2 separate regions of the Capsicum annuum genome follow, and region 1 is linked to region 2. Evidence: chromatin contacts called from public Hi-C data. All regions are on one chromosome and are shown on one strand. The core of a region is the stretch at or near the end of the contact, and the rest is flanking DNA. Distances in the headings are between cores, read along the strand shown. Region 1 holds the start of LOC107878278 (disease resistance RPP13-like protein 4). Region 2 has its middle 14 kb from the start of LOC107878276.

Region 1 (4,782 bases), core at 592-3,091, 77 kb before region 2:
GCAATTCTATTATTTTTGGTTTCTTCTATTTTTCGTATTTCTTCCGTAGTTTGTTGTTTTATTTTTTCTATTTCTTTTTTCCTATCTATCTCTTCATTTTCTTTTTCTATTCTTACCATTGCTGTTAATTTATCTTCTAATTTTAATTCTTCTTTTTCTAACATTAGATATAAATGTTCACCTATTTTCTTATATCTTCGTCCTAGATTAGAAAATACTATTTTTATTTTTGATCCTTCGTAGTTTTCATATATTTTTTCATCTATTATAAATTCTTCTTTATTCATTTTATTGTGAATAGGTCATGTTGATATATATATTCTAAGCTATCTATTTGTGATTCTAATTTTGATATTTCATCCTTTTGTGTATTTATTGAATTTTTACTAACTCCGGCAAATATATTATAATTTAGTCTTTCTATTCTCATTTTTAATTCTTTTCGTTTTTCAGAGATAATTTGTTTTAATTCTTTATATCGTTGTATTTTATTCATTTTAAATTATGTTTATAATATCTCGGTGGATATCTAAATCTAATTTTATTATAATTAAGTGGTATATGTTTCATTCTTCTAGATTTTAAATGTGTTATTAATTTTGATTCAATACTAGATATTAATGTAATTAAATAGGCTAGTTTTTGTGGATTTTCTTTTGTTTTATTTAGACTTATATATTCTGAATAATTACTAATTAAAGATTCTTTAATTTTTCTAAAAGCTTCTCTATTTTTAAATGGTCTTCGCATAATTAATTTAATTATAAGTAAATTGTTTTAACTCTAAATCTATTTTAATTCTAACAACTCTTCTAACATATATCTCTTCCGTACTTTTTAAATTACTTAGCTCTGATACCATTTGGAGGGGGGTGCGCGGATTAATAGGTATAATAGATTTATATAAAGTCGAACAAGTAGATATAAACACATTTTAGGTGACATCTACGTGGCAATTTGCGTGAGATTGACATGTAAATGTCATGTAGGATGCATGTATCTACTTATGCAATTCTATACAAATTTAAGTATCTACTTATACATATCTAAAGTTGAAGGGCATAGATGTCAGTTGAATCAAGGAATCAAGTTAAAGAACATGCTTATGTTTTATTTCTTTTATGAAATAAGATTATGAGAAGAAATTCACCTTAAGAGTCTCTGAAGAAGAGATCTTACATAGGCAGCTTATCCTAAGCAAAAAATTAGTGGCTCGAATCTGTAACCTCACAATGAGCAATTTTGACTTAGAACAACAATAATATATTTTGTGTAATCCTATAAGTGAAGTTCGAAGAGGATAGAATATACGCAAACCTTATTCCTACCTTTATGATATAGAAAAATTATTACCGATAATTATGTCTATTAAAAATGAATTGCAAATAAGACAAATCTTAAACGTATGGAGAAATTTCTAGCTGTCTCAAATTAAAAGAAAATGACCCTATAAAAATCTCATGCGTTTTATTTGCTTTTTGATCACTTTTGAAAGAAAAGGTCGTATAACTAAAATAGCATTGGTAATAGTAAGTACTTTCTATTTATCATTTTGATACATTTTGAAGGAGAAAAGGGACCTTAGTCTTGTTTTATAAGTTTTCCTCCCCTTCTCATAAATAGGCACTTCCCAAGTTTTAAAGAGCACAACCTTTCTTTTTATTCTGAATTTTAGATTTGTAATCACTAGATTAAGGTAAATATTCCTTTATCCATTCGTATACTATGTTTGATTGTTTCAGATTGTTTTAATGTTGCTCTTTAACATGCCATACTTTTCTTCAATTTTAGCAGTATCTTCTGTTTCCGTTGCTTCAGTTATCGTGTTGTTTGTTATTGTTACTTGTTCTCTTAATTGTTGTCGATCAATACAACCTCTTTGCTTCTGAATTTGTTTTACATGCTTGATTTGATATGCTTACTCAAGCTGGTGGTCTATCGGATATAGCCTCTCCAAGTACCTTCACAAGGCAGGGGTAATTGGCCGGTAAGGGTGGGTACACATTACCCTCCACATACTCTACTTGTGGAATTGTACTTGGTATTGTTATTGATTCTATTGTAATTAAATCACACTAACTATTTAAAAATATATATATGATATTAAATCATGCCATAGTAGACGAAAAATGTGTCATAGGATTTTTCTTTTAAGGGGTAGCTTGGTTGGGAATGCAGCTATGATGGGATTAGTTATGATATGATAAGTTATGATGGGATAAGTTATATTGGGACTAGTTATGGTGGCATTTTTTTTTTTATTGAGTGTTTGGTTTGTTATATTCAAAGTAATATGCATGGTATAATTTCTAAGAATAAAATAATTGATTACTTAAATACCCTCCATCTTATTTAACTTTTATATATATATATATATATATATATATTTCTTTTCAAGCTTTAAATATTTATTCTTAAAAATAAAACTTTCATCTTATTTAGCTTCATTTTTTTGTGTATGCATTTTCATGATTATATCGTGTGTATTTCAAAAATAAAATTTTCATCTTATTTAACTTTAATTTTTTTGCGTGTGCCTTCCCAAGATTATGTCGTGTGTGTTTAAAAAAAAATCTTACTACATCTTATTTAGTTTGAAATAAAAACTCCCAACTTAAGTTTGTTAAAATAAAAGAGGATTTATTGTTTATGTCACTTTATTTAAACACATATCACTCATATAATATAGAATATTAAAATTCATTTTAATTGATATATACAATATCAATTTTCAGGTGATTAAAAAACTATTTAATTTAAAATATGTAATTCAATAATGGGGTCGATATTTTAATTATCTTTTAGATAAATTAAAATATATAAATAAACATAATAATTATTCAAATAAATTTAACGTATAATGTATTCATAAAAAAAATATATGTGTGCGTGTGAAATGAAAATCATAGATTTTGGAATAGTTTTGTCATTTTATAATGTTATCCAAGGATAAATTAGGGTGGGATAACTTATACCACCAAATGTGTGGAATAACTTATCCCGAGACTAATATCAACCAAACATTAAAAAGTTCATCCCAAACGTATTATTTTATCCTGAAATTATTTGCTCTCGTACGCACACCAAAACATCCTAATAGTCATAATACTTAGTTCCCCTAAAGGGGTTACATTCTTTATATATCTCTGTTCAATTCCATTTAAATTTTATTTGAATTCAGGACTTCTTATTAGGTATGTTGAAGAGCTTTACGGTGACACTGCTGGACTTGTGAGACCTGATCAAAATTGTTATCATATAATCATCTAACATTGAGGTAAGAAATCTCTCGACTCATCTTGAAAAGTTACAATAATATACTCCCTCCGTTTCGATTAGTTTGTCTGATTTTGACTTCGCATGAAATTCAAGAAAGAAAAAAAAGACTTTTGAATCTTGTTGTCTTAAACTATAGATATATAGAATGTACCAAAGTATTTTCTAATGTTGTGGTGTTAATTAAACATGTCATGCGGGAAAATTGAAGTTAAAGATCTACAAAAGGAAGGACCTTTTGAAAGGGACTAAAAATGATGCAAGAGTGAAACTGCGAGCTAGAATATGATACCATGCCCCACTCATGGACACACACCTTTGGCCAATTTGATTCGCTGGAGAGGTAAACCAGTGGCCCTTTCCATTTTGTAGGTTATGAATTCACGTATGCGGTTTTCTTGATCGCCTCTATGTCGGGCAAATTTGATTAATTAATGTGTGTATCCGCTATAATCTCATTTCTATCGAGAGAGAGAGAGGGGAAATAAAGATTTCTATTATGTATATAAAAAAACATATGTGCAATGCAAATTCGATCCAACCAAGCTCCCAATCAGGATGAACTTGCCGAATGAACATGTTCGGGTGCATACAAATGACGTGTTTGACCGATGAATTCATTCCCATGTATTTAAAAACAATAGATGGAAACCTAAGTAAGTAGCAAAGCACAACCCCTTGCAAGAAGGTTCCCGGTTGGCTTTTTATGAAGAATCCTATTTTTCTGGCCCTAAGTGAGCCTCCTATTTTTCTGGCCCTAAGTGAGCCCTAGATTGTGAGTGAGCTTTCGAGGGGTAGAGATCTAGCGTTGAAATACCAGTGTATCATTTGTCCCAGTCCAGGTATAGATATGAGATGAAGTGAAATCCTGAGTCGATGTATCCACACAGGTCGCACTTATTATATCTTTAGAATATTGGCAGTAAGACAAGCAAAGTGAATAGAGCATCTTTCCGATAATTTGGTTTAGTTTCCGCAACCAATTATTTTCCCTTGCTTTGGAAACATGTTCAGTCCCATAGCACTGTAACAAACAGAGTTGATTTCTCATATAGTCACTCAAATGACAGTTGTCATCTCAAAAGGACACTTCCTTTTATTGAACGAAATTGAAAGAAAGAAAAAAGTTGATTTTGCGAGATAATAACTATTAGTTGAGTTACCGTTTGAAAAATCAACACCCAGCATGCATAGTTAGTTCCAGTGTCAGTCTTGCTTAAACTTTGATCCGGCTACCTTCTAAGTTCTAATAGTGAAATCTGGATTCTGCTAAAAACATTTGTTAATGGATGCAATTGTCTTAGTGACATATCATGTATATCATTTAATTGATAAGTATAACAATATTATATAACTTACTAAAACTAAAAGCTTCAGAATAGCTTCTTTAGATTTTCAAATTCTATACAACTCAGATATCAAGAAATGACCTTCTTAGACTTGGTCATTTCCAATAATCCAACACTTTGCAACACAAGGAGGGAATTATACAGAGAGTTTGACAGA
Region 2 (4,694 bases), core at 1,398-3,897:
GTCTCAATATGTATTTTTAGAAATATATGGCCTGTATATTTTATTTTTTAAAAAAATATAAATGCAATCAAACACTTAAAACAGAGTGCATATGTATTTTTTAAATACAAATAGCTGGCAGCATATGTAAACTGAAATACATAAAAGTAACTACCAGTGATCACATAAACAGACTACATATGTATTTTACAAATACATATAGCTGGCAGCGTATGTAATGTTAAATACATATATAAGAAGGACTTAATGATTCCATCCATGGTATAAGCAGCTACAAAAGTATCAGTATACAGTTTTCTGAGATGACTTGCATCAACGATTATTACAGGTCTGCAATGTTCGAACCCTTTGATACAATAACTTATTAGTATATACAAAACTTCAAACGAAATTCAACAAGAACAAATTGTTTAATTGAAAATGGAAAAAAATACAAAATAAACTGTAACAATTGTAAATCAATATTCAACCTACATAACGCGATGGAAAACTCTAATTTGTAAAAACAAATTATCGATCAAACCACTTTGTTCGAGAACTGATCAAACCATTATTGTTACAATTTTTTCAGCAATTTTCACAAATATAGTTCAAAAATTCACAAATAAAATCATATTTGTTTATTGATACCTGTATTTGCAGCGTTGTCTTATCAAACTTTTCTCAAAACATTAAACGATGAACATAAATTTTGGAAGCAGTCGTTTTTTTTTAAATTGATATGAGTTGCAGATTATGAAAAACGTTTTTGAATTTTGAATTATGTTGCTGTAAAATAATGGTTGTGGTTAAAATAGAGTCATTAAAGAAAAAGGTATCTGTAAAAGGTTAAGAAATCTATCAAATTAAATGTTCCTTAAATTAAGGAACCGTTTTTCCCATATTAAACTGAAACAGATTGGAGTTAAATTAGGAACAGAATCTTTAATTGTATATGCATTTAACTAGTAATAGTTTAATCAAATACAAAATACATATTGCTATTTTTTGTAATTTTGAAAGAGTTGCTATAAAACTTACAATTAAAGTTCTATAGTTGCTATTTCTGAAATTTTTCCTTTATTTTTAAATGAATGAAGTGAAACAAAAAAAAATCTCTTAAAAAGTAGGTCGAAATGGCCTAAGAAGAAAAGGGTCAAAGTAGTCCAATGACTATTAAATGGTAATAGTTTGGCCGACTGACCGTTATTTGACAAATTAGCAAATGCTGGCCATTTGTTTTAGAAATGGCCAATGGGTGTCTATTTCCCAAAAATAATACTCCCTCCGTCCCATTTTATGAGTCGCCATTTGAACGGGCATGGAGTTTAAAAAATAAGGAAAGACTTGATAATATTTACCAAATTGTCCTTTATCAAAAAATGTGCTACTATCTTTTTCTTTAATTAAGTGGGCCCAAAGGGTATAAGTGTAATTGTATTTTTAAATATTTACCAAATAAGGAAACATGACATTCTTTTTGGGACAAACTAAAAAGGAAATAATGACACATAAAATGAGACGGAGGGAGTATATAAAAGGGAAAATTTCAGAAATAGCAACTCTGTAGCTTTAATTATAACTTTTATAACAACAGTTTCATAATTACGAAAAATAACAAATTATATTTTGTATTTAAGTAAAATGTTGCTATATAAATACATATACAAATATATATGTATTACTTATAAATACATATGCACAACTGAAAAATACATATTCTTCTACTACTATGAAGTGGGTAAAATATTGCTACTTTTGTTATAAGTTGCAATTTTGAAAAAATATTGCTATTTATTATAATTATAATCTTAAAGATACTAGTTTCTGTAATTTTTCTAATATAAAAAGCAAACATAAATTGAAGGGCGATCCAAAACATGTGTTTGTGCATTTAGCCCATTCTGCTGTCGAGGGAAATGAGTTTTGTCCACGGTGGCCCATTAGGAGTTGACGATTGAATAAACTTGGGCCTATGAGAAGCCCATTTCATATCTCTTTCTCCAAGTTCAGATTTCTGGATCTTGAATTCCATAACAATTTTGAGGTAGTGATCAGATTGTATACACTTATCCTCCCCAAATCTAACTTTATGGAAATATACAGGTATGTTATTGTTGTCGTTGAATTCCATGATATTTCATGCAGAGCAAGCAATTCATATTTCTATACTTTTTATGGCTAACTTTTAATAACAACAAATACACAGTTGAAATTTTATGTATTGGTATTGCCGCGCCGCCAACTGGAGTGGGATGTGATTGATACTTAAATCTTTGTTACGGGTCGAACGAATACTACTAAACTAGCTAGCTGAAGGTCTAAGCAAAACGTAGCATTCAAATAGTCAGTAATAAAAGTTCTCAAATTAATAATCTAAAAGGTGAATAATAAAACAAAAGTTAAACCCCACTAAGAAGTCATGAGCGTCTTAACTAATAATGTTGAATAGATAAGTTTATGGGGGAAGAGGGGGGGGGGGGGGGGGGCATTCCCCGAAAATATAATACACCATCTAATGATAATAAGTCTAAAAAGAACCATTACTGCTAGGATGAAATAGGTGAATCTTGTCAGTAAATGAGAAAAGTCCAACCCTGGACATATGCTTCATCGATCACCACCACTCAACACTAGTCAGACGATGTGGAAGGCTCAAACGTGCTAAGTACCTTTGAAGGATACCCAGAAAGCCTCGTTAACAACCCTTTAAGCAAAGGACAAGATTAATGTGGATTATAGTACTCCCTCCGTTTTAAAATAAGTGAATTGTTGGGGTATTTATTGGTGTTTCAAAATAAGTGAATCATTAAATTTTTTTTTCAAATTTGCCCTTATGATTTGACAACCAATTAACTTTTGAAAAGGTCTTACAAGGTCAACTTTTTTTTTTTAGGGTAAAAATGAAAAGTTGTGTTAAATTTATGTCTTTTTTTCTTAATATGTGTGCCAAAATCTAACAATTCATTTATTATGAAACGGAGGGAGTACTATAATGAAGTGCGAAAAGTAAAATAAGTAACTTTACATTACAAATAGAATAAATATGTTAGCTGAAACTGTATCTGGAAACTGAGTTTGAAACAAGTAATTGAAACTGAAGATGAAAACTATCAAACTGACGTTGAAAATTGAATTATCTTTAAAGAAGTAACTTCTTAAAAAGATTTCGACATAGTGAAATTGTCGTGGGGATTATGATTTTACTCACTCAAGTTCAACCCATATGTAGGGCGATTGAGTGGCTTAATCAAGCTTAACCAATCGTGGCACTCATGTTTGAGAAGGTTGGCTATTTTTTTTCTTTCTGAATGTAAACGAATTAATATGAACTTAAGCTGAAGGTTTAAGCAACACAATTAATGGCACATAAGCAGATAATTTCATATAAGCTTGTAATGCAACACCTTATGCAATTTAATCATGTCAAAGGAGTTAGTCATTTTCTGTCATTCCGAGTGATGAGCAAACATGTGCACCTAACTAATATATTATCTTATGTAATGCAATTTAATGTGTGAGGCTAACAATTTAAGCACAGAAATTTATATGCTCACATTTCAAATATATAGGCTTGAATTATTCACTTCTCCACATTCTATTCAAATACTACTTGCATTATATTCCAATCTAGTTCTGAACTTGTGAAAGAAGCCTCAATTTACAGCAAAATAACCGTACAAGACTCCTATTGACAAATTAAGTGGTTAAAATTATGGTCAAATCCATCGGTGATCCCCTAAACTTGGCACCATCTTTCACTTAGACGCCTTAACTGGACCATGTTCATTTTAAACACCTCAAGTAGATAAAAGTGTCTTACTTTGACACTTTTTGCGCTTATTAAAATTAAGGTGAGGCGCATGTGAGTCAAACGACCCACGTGGATTTTATAAGTCATTTAAAACCTGTCACGGTGGAAACTACTTTATACATCAGCATATCAAAATTTAAGGAGTAAAATCTCACAAAATTCCCATTTCCATATCATTTCTCAAACCCGATTGAAGAGCTTCGCTATTTTTTATTTTTTTTTTACTTTTGATTCGATTTTCGTTAATTCGTTGAGAGATCTAGCTAATAATGGTATTTTTTGTAGGTACAATGCATGATATGAAGTGTTGATTAATGTTCATTGATGAAATTGAAGATTTCTTTTTTTTAATTGACGAAATTGAAGAAATTTGAGGTACAACTAAAGTTGTTCTTTACTTTTTTTCTATTTTCCTTATTGTATGGATATTTTACCCCAACTATTTGTAGTGTTTTTCTGAATTTTCGTTATTAGATTTGTTTTAGAGATTTCAGTGACAAAGTTAGGGTTTTGTGTGGATTTTGTGTGGGTTTTTTAGGGATTTGACTAATTTATGTGTTATTTTTTAGATTTCACTGATAAATACAAGGTTATTTTGGTATTTTTCTAGTTCAAGGATATTTTGGGTATTTTCTTTTATTGAGAATCTTCTGGGGGCTGTTAAGGAAATATAATGGACAATTATAGTTTGACCTGTTTTCACCACGAGGAAAGTCTTGTAGCCGGCCCTAAGCTTAGTTATAAAGGTGAGGTTGATGTCTTTGCTGTTGCTATTAATAAAGACCACTATAATTTTTTTGAGTTTTTTTCTTATGCCAAAGATCTTGGGTATTCAAATATTAAGGGGTTCTACTGTCAACATATATATGGTGAAGAGTTAGTTCCAATTAATTCTGATAGG

What was found. Hi-C and Micro-C count contacts between places; a contact is called where the count stands out from the background.
Region 1: a Hi-C map of leaf shows a contact between it and region 2, with 4 times the contacts expected there. The contact joins the promoter of LOC107878278 here to the enhancer-like site in region 2. A contact is called at or near these places in 3 of 5 Hi-C or Micro-C datasets (leaf and placenta).

The regions. Positions count from the first base shown.
Region 1 is chr7:195,913,523-195,918,304 of UCD10Xv1.1, reverse strand. It overlaps LOC107878278 (disease resistance RPP13-like protein 4), which reads left to right and starts at 1,841. Exons shown (of 3, transcript XM_047415346.1): 1 at 1,841-1,993; 2 at 3,182-3,277.
Region 2 is chr7:195,837,599-195,842,292 of UCD10Xv1.1, reverse strand. No RefSeq gene overlaps it. Among protein-coding and RNA genes, the nearest start is that of LOC107878276, 14 kb to the right of the region's middle. Within about 2 kb of position 2,647, at least 5 of the 5 cell types and tissues checked have an H3K27ac peak or open chromatin away from gene starts, as enhancers often do. A contact at or near this core is called in leaf, where this site is marked.